Linked DNA regions of Mus musculus: region 2 is linked to region 1. Evidence: chromatin contacts called from public HiChIP or PLAC-seq data. All regions are on one chromosome and are shown on one strand. The core of a region is the stretch at or near the end of the contact, and the rest is flanking DNA. Distances in the headings are between cores, read along the strand shown. Region 1 overlaps Gm29538 (predicted gene 29538). Region 2 has its middle 17 kb from the start of Gm19589.

Region 1 (5,570 bases), core at 1,910-4,409:
CGGCCCTGTTTCCTCCTCCTCCCCTCACCCCCCAACTTCTCATCCTCCTCCATGTGTATAGGAATTTGCCTGCATGGATGTCTACGCACCATATGTATGCAGTGCCCAGATAGGCCAGTAAAGGGCAAAAGATTCCCCTGGAACTGGAATTATAAATTGTAGCTGTCACATAGGGGCTGGAAATCAAACCTTGGTATTCTGGAAGAACAATCAGTGTTCTTAACCATTGAGCCATCTCTCCAGCCCCAGGTTTCTTTTGATCAGGAGAAAGAGAGAGGTAAGAGAGAGAGAGAGAGAGACACATACAGAGAGAGAGAGAGAGAGAGAGAGTGCGTGTACGTGTGTGTGTGTACGTGTGCACGTGTGTGTGCATATGTGTGTGTGCATGTGTGTGTGTGTGTGCGTGTGTATGTGTGTATTAGTGTATTCTGTGATTCTTTCCATGTGGTTTAGATGCTCTGCCGTTTCCCTATGTCACTAGCATTCTGGCTACACCTCTCTCTTTTTAATTTCATTTTTAATAGTTTGCCTTATTGTGTTTGTGCCCACTGATTTCTTCTGCATGGCTGGGTGCTGTCCATCTCATCCAGTGGTCTACATTTTTTATCTTCATCTCTGGGTGTCCTACTTGGACCAGTGCCATTGCTACACTTCCCACTTTATTGTGATCATGGTTCCTGTAAGGACTTGAATGTGTGGTGACCGTTTATGATAATCACCCTTTCCTGCTAGTTCAGTCCTCTCTATCATGTGAGCAGTTTGTCTACCACCCCTTTGGGTGGGGAGTCTTATTGGACATGGGATACTGTAGCCATGAGTCTCAAGAATGTTATACTTTTTGGGATTCTTTGAATTTTGTTTTCTCACTGAAGTCACATGGATTCTAGTCAATAGTTTTGAGGCTCGTGTTCAAGGTTTTCTAGGGCTGGCCCAGGATTCTTTTGAATCTAGGAAAATGCCTAGACAACCACTCCCCTGATTCCATCAAACCAATTATTTTCTGAGGATGTAATCTATTGTTTCATTATCAAAAGCCCTTTCTGTGATGGAGAGAAGAGCCCTACGTGAGTTTAGAGAGTTGTTCTAGATTCCACCTTCTGGAGAGTCTTTTCTGGACTCAGTTACCTCTCACACACTCAGATCAACACAAATCAAAACATTTGGAGGTTTCTCTCTGGCTTTCACTAGAACCATTCCTCTTTGTAGCTCTCCCCTTTCTGTATTTTGCCATGCTGGCCTTTCTGAATGCTGGGCTCTTTAACCTTACAGTATAGCATGGAAACCACTTCCAGACTTTAAACCGGGGTGATGCTGAGAGTCCTTCTGTCTGTCCATCTGTCCGTCTCTAGGTGATTCTCTTCTTGGGCTGGCCTCTTTCTAGGAAGCACTGTCTCTTACTCTCAACATCTACTTATTGAAAGCATGCACAGTGCTGAGACTCCACTGTGGCCAGCCCCAGAGATGCACATCTATTTGACTTGGAAAGAATAGAAACTTGTCACAAAGTCATCATTTACAATTGAGAATTCAATGGTACGGGAAGAAGCAACTGAAACAGAAACAACCTTAGGGCTTCCGGTTCTAACTTTAACCCACTGCAGAGGATGTGTAAAGTTCTCCTGCGGTAATTACATTAACAAACCTTTAGTCTTTCACAGTTTTGGCCGCCACATTTTATGCACAGCAGTGAGTTGTCAGGCTCTGTGAACTTGGTTACAATTTCTGCTTCAGAAGGAATGGCTGTCAGGCCTAGATCCCTTTTCTCCTTGGGCTGTGTGAGAATATTTTTAGGCAAATTGGAAGAGAAAATAAGCCCCCTGCCCACACTGTAGTGAGTGGCCAGGTCAACCAAAGATGGAAACGTGCTGACCAGCCAGCAATTTTCCTTCGGAGACTGTATAATGAACAGTTAGAATTACTCAGTTACACAGTGACAGAAAAATAATTGCGAGCTTGAAGTACCCTGAATACCTGGAATTGAATTTTGCAATAAATCTTTAAAATAGTCACTCATGTTTGATTTCTTTATATGGTGTATAATGGCTTCTCCACTGAAATACAGGCGCCTTTGATTTTCCATCTTTCTATGATGCCTCTTTTAAAAATGACAATCTTGTCTTGTGGTACCCACAGGTTGGCACCGTGGGCTGACTTTGCACCCAGCAGCATCACAGCTTGGGACAGCCCTCCATGCTGCCAGCTGTTCTCTGCGGTCCTTGCTGCACACCACCATGCTCCTGGGAAGCCTGGCCAGCTCTTCTGGTGGCCCTTCTGACCTCTTTCACCCTTTTATTTTGGTTGTACGATGTAAGAACCATTGAGCGCTACACATTCATGTCATCTGTTTATACTTAAAAGAATAGTAGTGTACACTCAACTACTTTATGACAGATTTTATTTATGTAAAACCAGGCATCATAACATCTTAGGGCTTTAGGGGGCTATAGGCATTGTGTGTGTGTGTGTGTGTGTGTGTGTGTGTGTGTGTGTGTGTGGTGTTTGTGTGGGTGTGTGCATACATAGTATGTTCATGTAGATATCAATATAGGATGTCTTCCTGAGTTGCTTCTCCACCAATATTTTTTGAGATGGGGCCTCACACTGAACCTGGAGCTCAGGGATTTGGCAAGGCCAGCGGACTTGTAAGCTCCGACAGATGCTGCCGTCTCTGTCTCTACAGAGGGGGTGGTAGGCATGTGTCTACTGCACAGCAGGCTCTTTATTTACTTTTTAACTTTTTTATTGATTCTTTGTGACTTTCACATCGTGAACCCCGAGTCCCATTCATCTATCTCCCTGTCTCTGTATCTGCCTGCCCTTGGCCCTTGAAACCTCCTTCTCCCCAGCCCTCAAGAAAACAAAAAAGTAAAAACAGAAACAGAGAAAGAAAGAAAGAAAGAAAGAAAGAAAGAAAGAAAGAAAGAAAGAAAGAAAGAAAGAAAGGAAGGAAGGAAGGAAGGAAGGAAGGAAGGAAGGAAGGAAGGAAGGAAGGAAGGAAAGAAGGAAGATCTCGCCCTGCAAGCTGCAGTGTGTCATGGTGTATCACACTGTTGTGCCCTTTTGACTAAGCATCTTTACTTGCCAGTGTTTATGGAATGAGTCATTGGTCTGGTTCGAGGCACTATTGGTACTGGAGCCTCTCTGGGGTTCCTCTCAGTTATCAGCTTTGGATCTGTAGGACCGGCCTCTTTATGAGCTCCAGCAGTTCATACATGGGGTAGGCGTTGTGGTGTCAACTCCAAGCCCTGGACCTGGGCCTGGACGCTAGCTGAGTTGGTCAGCCCACCCGCTAACCTGAATTCACACCACAGGGACAAGCTCTCCAGCTCTGCTCCAGTAGCCCATCCAAAGTGCCACAACCAGAAAGAGGCAGGGTCAGCTCTGCACAGCCCTTGGGTCCCAGGCAGCAGCCCATACAGGGGACGTCTGCATGGCCTTTGGTGATAACATGGACATTGACACAGACCCCTGCTGCTACAGGACTCAGGCTACTCACATTGGGCTCCCCACCCTCAAGTCTCCAGTTCGGCTTCTCTTTCTCTCTAATCACACCATATACTTACACATCACCGTAGCTGCTGAGGTGAGTAGGCCATGAGGCTGACAGGCCTCTGAATGTCTTCCACCCACCCATGCTGTGTGGCATCAGACGGACCTTGCAGCAGGCTTTTTAATATGGTCAGGGGTGGGGGAGGGGCGGTGGTCTGAGCTCAGGTTCCCACAGTTCTGCATCGGACACTGACAGACAGAGCCCTCTGCCTAGCATTTAACACAGCAGTTGAGACAGAGAGTAGACAAACGCGTTTATAGATAAAGCCATGAGTTTAGGGAAGATGTAGCTTGTACCAAATAACTGGATTGACTTCGCAGTCAAGTTTCTATTGTGTTTGCAGTACTGTGGTTTCCCCACATTGGGCCTGTCCTGTGTGGTGACCCTGACCTAGGATCTTGGGCTTTTAGTCAGAGGGAAGGAAGCAGGCTGTGAACTGAGGTTGGAGTGTTTGGAATAATATAGGCCAGCTGACTGGATTCCTTGGCAGTGAATGGACAAGCGTAAAAGCAGGCTCTGTGCAGGATACTAGGGATACCTGGACAGACAGGACTAGACCCTGCAGGAAAGACGGTGCTGTGTGCTCACACACAGAAGAGAAATCTGCAAATCAACAAGGTAGGCAGAACAGCAGCTCTTGGTGAAAGGAGACACTGAAGGGGGTGATATTTATGCTAATGGGAGCATAAGGAGGGGCAAGGAAAAGCTTTGTCTTCATCAAAGAAAGTCGTTGCCAGGTAAGCAATCAGGGGACAGCAGGATATGGCGTGTGGCATAAATAAATAAATAAATAAATAAATAAATGGGTCAGAAATGAAATGCTGATAGAATAGGTGGGAAGTAATTTGTGAACGAATTTTTCTGCTCCTCAGAATGTAAGTGGTATTTCTGGGAGAGGTTTTGGGTGTCTTCCCTCACGTTTCCAATTACTAAAGCTAATTATTCACCTCATTTGCATCCTATCTCTAGGCAGGAGCTGGTGAGGGAGGGCCCAGGCCGGTGGATGTCTGTGGTTTGGGGAGGTGGGGGCTCTTGCTCGCTTAAAAAAAAATGAAGACAGTGCCGCTCTTGGAGGTTAAGCATTTTCAGACATATTGGGACAGAGTTTGCCCTCTCTGTTTCCCTTGGGGCTGGTAGATTCCAGATATTTGTTGTAAACAAGTAGTATAAAAAATGACAGGCTGGTAGATAGATGGATTTCATAGACATATAGGTGGATGTAAATAGTAGATGGGTGAAGAATAGGTAGGTGAGAGACCGTAGGAAGATAGGTAAAAATAATGATAAACACAGTTATAAAATATAATACAATGGGGCATGGGGGCTACCTGGTGGGCTCATGTCAAGGTGTCCCCTGAGAAATCACAGCATGCAGCAGATCTGGTATAAAGGAGGTTTATTTGGGGGAAGAGAGGGGAGTGAGGGTGTGGAGAAGGGACAGGGGTGACAGATGAGCAGAGCCATGAGGGCAGAGAAGCGGGGGCAGAGAGAAGGACAGAAAGGGGGAGAGAGAGAGACCGGCTGGAAACATGTGGGAACAGATAGTGACAGAACTGGGGTGGCAAGCTGTCCTTTTGTAGAACACCTGAAACTGGCCCGTGCAGGTGATGGCACAGGTACCTAAGAGGAGCCTAGTGGAATCACCTGTAAGCCAACACACACACAGGATAGATAGATAATAGACAGATGAGGGATGGGTAGATGACAGATATGTAAGACAGATATGTAGATGATGCATAGATTAATACATATTATATTTATATTATATATAATAATTAATATATTGAGTGATTTTACTATATTAATTTATTATATATTATAGATAGATAGATAGATAGATAGGTAGATGATAGATAGATTTACAGAGGTTTTTAGACAAATTCTAATAAGCTACACTAACCAGAGGCAGAAAACCAGCCCCTGCACTTTGCCCTTGACTACACAGTAGAAGCCATTCTGTAATATTCCATCTGAGGATGCTCTGAAGACCAGCCCTGCTGTAGGCCGGCACTCAACACCA
Region 2 (5,570 bases), core at 1,629-4,128, 82 kb after region 1:
CCCCTATATTCTCATTATCAGACCCTCTCTCCCAACTTCATGTTTGCTTGCTTTTTAATAACCCACTAAGTATCATCTCAGTAGGCAACAGAAAACCAGAACTTCTACCCTGGAGCTTTGAATCATCAGTGTACACCATGGTGGTTGACCAGATGGTCCATTTACATACACATCTCTTGACTTTGCACTGTCATTGCTAATGTCCCAGTATGTGGGCCTAAGGCACTGTCTACCAAATCTAGACTTGGATGGGACCTCTGGAGCCAATCGCACCTGACAAGGATACTGAGGTTTCAATGGTCACCACTCCAGGCTCTTTCTCTTCCTAAGGAGGCCTATCATTTGCACCTGGGACCTGGGTCAGCACTGTTGACACCATGGACACTAGGCCGGTCCTGGACAACAGCTTCAGGGTAGCATCTCTCCTTGCCTGAGTATCAATGGTGAGCTGAGCTGCAGGCACTCCTGTATCTATTTCTAGAAGAGGCAGGAGTGATGTTGGGTACTCCAGAGACACTTCCATCCAGATCAAGTGGCTGTGAGTGGTGCTCTCAGGAGGACAGGAAGAGGGCTAAGATGAAGATTCAGACATTGTCAAGGAAGCTGAAGCTAAGTGCCATCCTTCGTGTTAATGAGCAGCTGGGCTGAGAGCATCTCCTCAAGGCTACAACTCAATGAAGAGCCACTTAGGGTATTTTGTTGTTGTTTTTCTTATTCAACATTGAATAGTTCTGATATAAAATTTGTAACAATCTGTGCAAATATTCCCTTTTCTCCTTCATTACTTATCTCTCCCTTTCTCTCATCACTTACATGCTTCTGTGGTAGTGAGATAGCCCACAAACTCATTGTCTGCAGGGAACATATTGCCTTATTCATAGCTCCATGAAAGATGAATGTATCCCATAATGCATGATGACTGTGTGTGTTTGTGGGTTTTATGGTCAAAATCCTTGGGTCAATGTTTGTTTGTCCCACTGATGTCTCATAATGACACTTGAAACATAGGTTTACTGTTATATTTTCTTCTGTTTCTATTGTATTTTATTTTCCCCCTTTTCTTCTCAATCTTACAGAGCTTACTAATTTCCAGTGTATGAAAGATAACAGCATTCTGACCATGAAAACTGTAACAAAGTAGTGTGCCTGCACCCGCCTTGCTGGTCTTTCCCCACCTGTTTCTTTTGGCCTGTCCCAACTCCACTCCTCTAGCCTGGCCTGATTCCACCCCTTTGGCCTGTTCTCATTCTGTTTTTCAAACTCAGCTCTAACCATTGTCATACATCACTGATTCCACAAGTGTTTGTATTTTTCGGTCATTTTTGGTTCTAGTTCCCATTTGCAAATACATGCATTCCTCTTCGCATTCCTCCTTTCAGAGACTCTAGTGGTACTTAAAGGTTTACATGAGAATATTTTGTCCCTGCATCCTCTTTGCTGTTCATTCTTCATAGCTGCCTCTTTCCTTCTATCTCTAGTGAGATCCATCCAGGTTCTTTCTCTGGTCTTTGTACAGTCTCAGTCAGATGAGAGTCTGCTTGCTGGGGTGAATGCCCACATGTGCAGTCAAGCCTTTAGCCTTTCTCCACTGCACTTACTAAGTGCTGGCACATTGCTCCCTGTAAACCTGGACCATTTTGCCAACAGATCTGTGTAGCATCCTCACACAGCCTGGGTTCATCAGGTGGCAGAGATCAAACCCTGTACCTGTGTCAGTCCTTTGGGGACTGATGTACACGTACTTTCCCTGCCAATATTGGGATGTTTGTTTGTTTGTTTGTTTATTATATGTAAGTACACTGTAGCTGTCTTCAGACACCCCAGAAGAGGGCATCAGATCTCATAACAGATGGTTGTGAGCCACCATGTGGTTGCTGGGATTTGAACTAAGAACCTTTAGAAGAGCAGTCAGTGCTCTTAACCACTGAGCTATCTCCCCAACCTGGTTTTTAAAGCTCTCTCTTCTCTCTCTCTCTATGTGTGTCTCTCTTCTTCTTCTTCTTCTTCTTCTTCTTCTTCTTCTTCTTCTTCTTCTTCTTCTTCTTCTTCTTCTTCTTCTTCTTCTTCTTCTTCTCCTCCTCCTCCTCCTCCTCCTCCTCCTCCTCCTTCTCCTTCTTCTTCTCTTCTTTCCTTTTCTCTCCCCTCTTCATGACCAATTTTTGAATTCAGTTTTAGTGAATTTTATGTCAAATACTCATCACCATCTTGATCCCTCTTGTGTAACTTTCCAAGACTTCTCTATTACTTTTCTAGTATTTAGCTCTTTGTTCAACAAAATTGTTGTTCTTGTTGTTCATCTAAACTTTGAAAATGTGTTCACTTGTTTGAAAATTGTTTCATGATGTGTCTTTGCTATCAAGTTCTCCCCCCCACCCCCCTGGAATTTTCTTTGGAGTCCTTCTGGTTGAAGACTCTTAGTGGTTAAAAAGAAATATTTTGTTCATAAAAGTTATCTCCAATTGGTCTTTGCTTCGATATGTACTTACTGAGCTGACAACGCCATTCTGGCTTGCTAAGGATATCCCTGTACGTCTTCTGGTTCTAGTCACGCTAATAACAAGGCAGAGGATTTGCCTTTGCATGGAGTCTGGACTCTGCTAACCTGAGCTCTCCCAACTCATCTTGTGTAGCCTTGCTCTCGGTTTTGTTGAAGAGAGAATTTGAGAACATTAAAGAAATAACTGGTCTTTGAGTAGATTTCCTTGAATCTTTAGGGGTTGTTAATGGGTGTTCCAGACTTGACTCGATTAATGAGTGGGGGCCCAAGCAGCACAAAGAAAGAATGACTATTTTGCTAAGAAAGCCACACCTTCAGGATGAGGTTGAGACAAAGAAAAAAAAAATACCGTCTCTGTGGTGAAGCCCCACACACAAAAGCATTCTTTATTCCTGAGGTGAGTCATGGACCAGCAACGTTAGTGGGAGAGCCAAGCTCCAGCGGGAAGTTTAAAGTGTTGACTAAAGAAAGAGAAAGCACTGAACTTCACATTATCTAACTTCTCAAGAGGATCGCAAACATTTATTAGACATCATTTCAATCAAGTAGAGAATGCTGTGCTTGCTTTGTATTTAAATCTAATCATGTGAGCTCTTCAGAAATTAAATAACCTAATGTGATTCCTATTTATACTGACTAGATTGAAAAAAGAAAAAAAGGCCTATTCCTTTTCTATTTGAATAATGGACACCATCTATACCATACCAGACATAGGGAATTTTTTTTAATTTATTTTTTACACTGAATATTCCATTCTTCATCCTCCCCCATCCACCTTCCAACTGCTCCACATCCCACACTTCCTCCACACTCCCCTGTCTCCACATAGATGCCCCCACCCCCACCCCACCTGACCTCTAAACTCCCTGGGACCTCCAGTCTCTTGAAGGTTAGGTACATCATCTCTGAATGAACATAGACCCGGAAGTCCTCTACTTTATGTGTGTTGGGGGCCTTATATCAGTTGGTGTATACTCTCTGTTTGGTGGTCCAGTGTTCAAAAGATCTCAGGGGGTCCAGATTAATTGAGACTACTGGTCTTCCTACAGGACCCGCTTTCTCCTCAGCTTCTTTCAGCCTTCCCTAATTCAACAACAGGGGTCAGCTGCTTCTGTCCATTGGTTGGGTGTAAATATCTGCATATGACTCTTTCAGCTGCTCGTTGGGTCTTTCGGAGGGCAGTCATGAGAGGTCCCTTTTTGTGAGAATACCCTTAATTTTGGGTTTGGAAGGGGGTAGGTGGGTACATCTTTGCTCCTGTGGATGGAGGTATAGGACAATCCCATGTGTCCTTCTTCAGGTGCCACTGACCTTGTTTTGAAGAAACGGTCTCTCACTGGCCTGGAACTCACGTCAGCTAGGATAACTGGCCAATAAGCCCCCAAGGATCTGCCTGTCTCTATGTCCCCCACCTCTGCTATTATAAGCATGCACTAGCATGCTTGACTTAAAAAACAAAAAAACCTTGATTTTGTGTCATTCTTAAAATAAAGGGTGAAGTCCTTACTGAATGAATTGAGGTCTTTCCAAGCTTTGTTTTTTCCTGGCAAAGTGTAATCTGCATCATCTGACTTAGACCTCGGATCTGATCCCAGTTCCCCCATAGACCCTGCAGGGACCTTCCTTCTATGGGACCTGCAGTCTGACAGGTGACGTGGGTTGCTTTAGTCTAAAACTTCTTCTAGCCTTAGAATGACAAGATTTTCATGAAGAATGCCAATGATGATCTTTTTAAAAAAGATTTATTTATTTAATATATGTGAGTACACTGTCGCTGACTTCAGACACACCAGAAGAGGGCATCAGATCCCATTACAGATGGTTGTGAGCCACCATGTGGTTGCTGGGAATTGAACTGAAGACCTCTGCAGAGCAGTCAGTGCTCTTAACTGCTGAGCCATCTCTCCAGCCCCACCAATGATGATTTTCTAAAAGGCATCAAAGGTTGGCCCAAATCTTCCTCCTTGCACCCTGTGAAATTCAGCTTTGAAGAGTGAAGCAAGAAACCTTAAGATGGCATGGGCTACCTTTAAGCAAGACATGCAATTGGGGGTGAAGGCTATTTGTTGACACAGAGAAAAGAGGTGTCTAAAGAAAGGAGAGAGCCCTAGACCCAGTTTGCAGCTATTCAAATTCTTTTGCTCTTAGTGTGTGTATGTATGTCTGTGTCTGTGTACATGTGTGCCCATGATGTGTGTGTGTGTGTGTGTGTGCGTGTGCGTGTGTGTGTGTGTGTGTGTGTGTGTGTGTGTGTGTGTGTGTGTGCACGCGCATGCATGTGGAGCTTATGGAACAACTTAAAAAAAAAGAATTATTTGTTTTATATATTTGACTGTAGGCCTCTTCAGACACACCAGAAGAGGGCATCATACCCCATTAGAGATGGTTGTGAGCCACCATGTGGTTGCTGGGAATTAAACCCAGGACCTCTGAAAGAGCAGTCTTAATTGCTGAGCCATCTCTCTGGCCCCAGAGAACAACTCTTAAGATTAATTTCTTTCCTTCCACTAGGGGCTCCAGGGACAGACCTCAGATAATATGGCTTTTGTGACACATACTTTTGCCTGCTGAGCAAGTCACTCCCCTAGTTACCAGTTACTGATGAATATTATAAATAATCTAGTTCTGCAGAAGATGGGGGCCTTCTGGCTCAGTGCTGATAATGCCAGTGTCTTTGGAGTCTATGAAAATGCAGTAAACGAACTCTGAGAAGCCACAACTAAGGAAAGAACACAGGTTGCTTTTGGAGACAGGTGCTCTAGAATTCTCCTAGTAGCCTAGTTGAGATGTAATAGTTCAGAATTCTATGTGTGACTTTGGTTTGAAGAATGTGCTAGGAGAAGTCTTCATAGAGACAAAGAGCCCATCAAACTTAAGAATGTAGGGATGATAATGTAGACATGTAGGGTAACACACTCACTCAATGCCAGAACTGGGGCAGCAGAAGCACAAAGATCATGAGTTCAAAGCCAGCCTCGGCTACAGAACAAATATAAAGTGGGGCAGACTGGGCTATGTAGGAAGACTCCTGTATTAAACACACAAACAACGAGATGGTAAATCCCAGCTCAAT

What was found. HiChIP or PLAC-seq counts read pairs in DNA pulled down with a chosen protein or histone mark.
Region 2: an HNF4G HiChIP or PLAC-seq map of pancreatic cancer cells shows a contact between it and region 1. The contact joins two enhancer-like sites. A contact is called at or near these places in 1 of 39 promoter capture datasets (hippocampal neurons), 1 of 15 datasets of contacts at CTCF or cohesin (the NIH/3T3 cell line), 3 of 484 Hi-C or Micro-C datasets (ECoMG myeloid progenitors, embryonic stem cells and nephron progenitors) and 8 of 115 datasets of contacts at active chromatin or transcription factors (the NIH/3T3 cell line, a colorectal cancer cell line, embryonic stem cells and 2 more).

What each region holds. Positions count from the first base shown.
Region 1 is chr1:88,449,297-88,454,866 of GRCm38.p6, forward strand. The region is part of intron 1 of Gm29538 (predicted gene 29538); the gene reads right to left. Among named protein-coding and RNA genes, the nearest start is that of Gm28888, 8.1 kb to the right of the region's middle. Within about 2 kb of position 3,160, at least 25 of the 459 cell types and tissues checked have an H3K27ac peak or open chromatin away from gene starts, as enhancers often do. A contact at or near this core is called in pancreatic cancer cells, where this site is marked.
Region 2 is chr1:88,531,408-88,536,977 of GRCm38.p6, forward strand. No RefSeq gene overlaps it. Among named protein-coding and RNA genes, the nearest start is that of Gm19589, 17 kb to the right of the region's middle. Within about 2 kb of position 2,879, at least 47 of the 459 cell types and tissues checked have an H3K27ac peak or open chromatin away from gene starts, as enhancers often do. A contact at or near this core is called in pancreatic cancer cells, where this site is marked.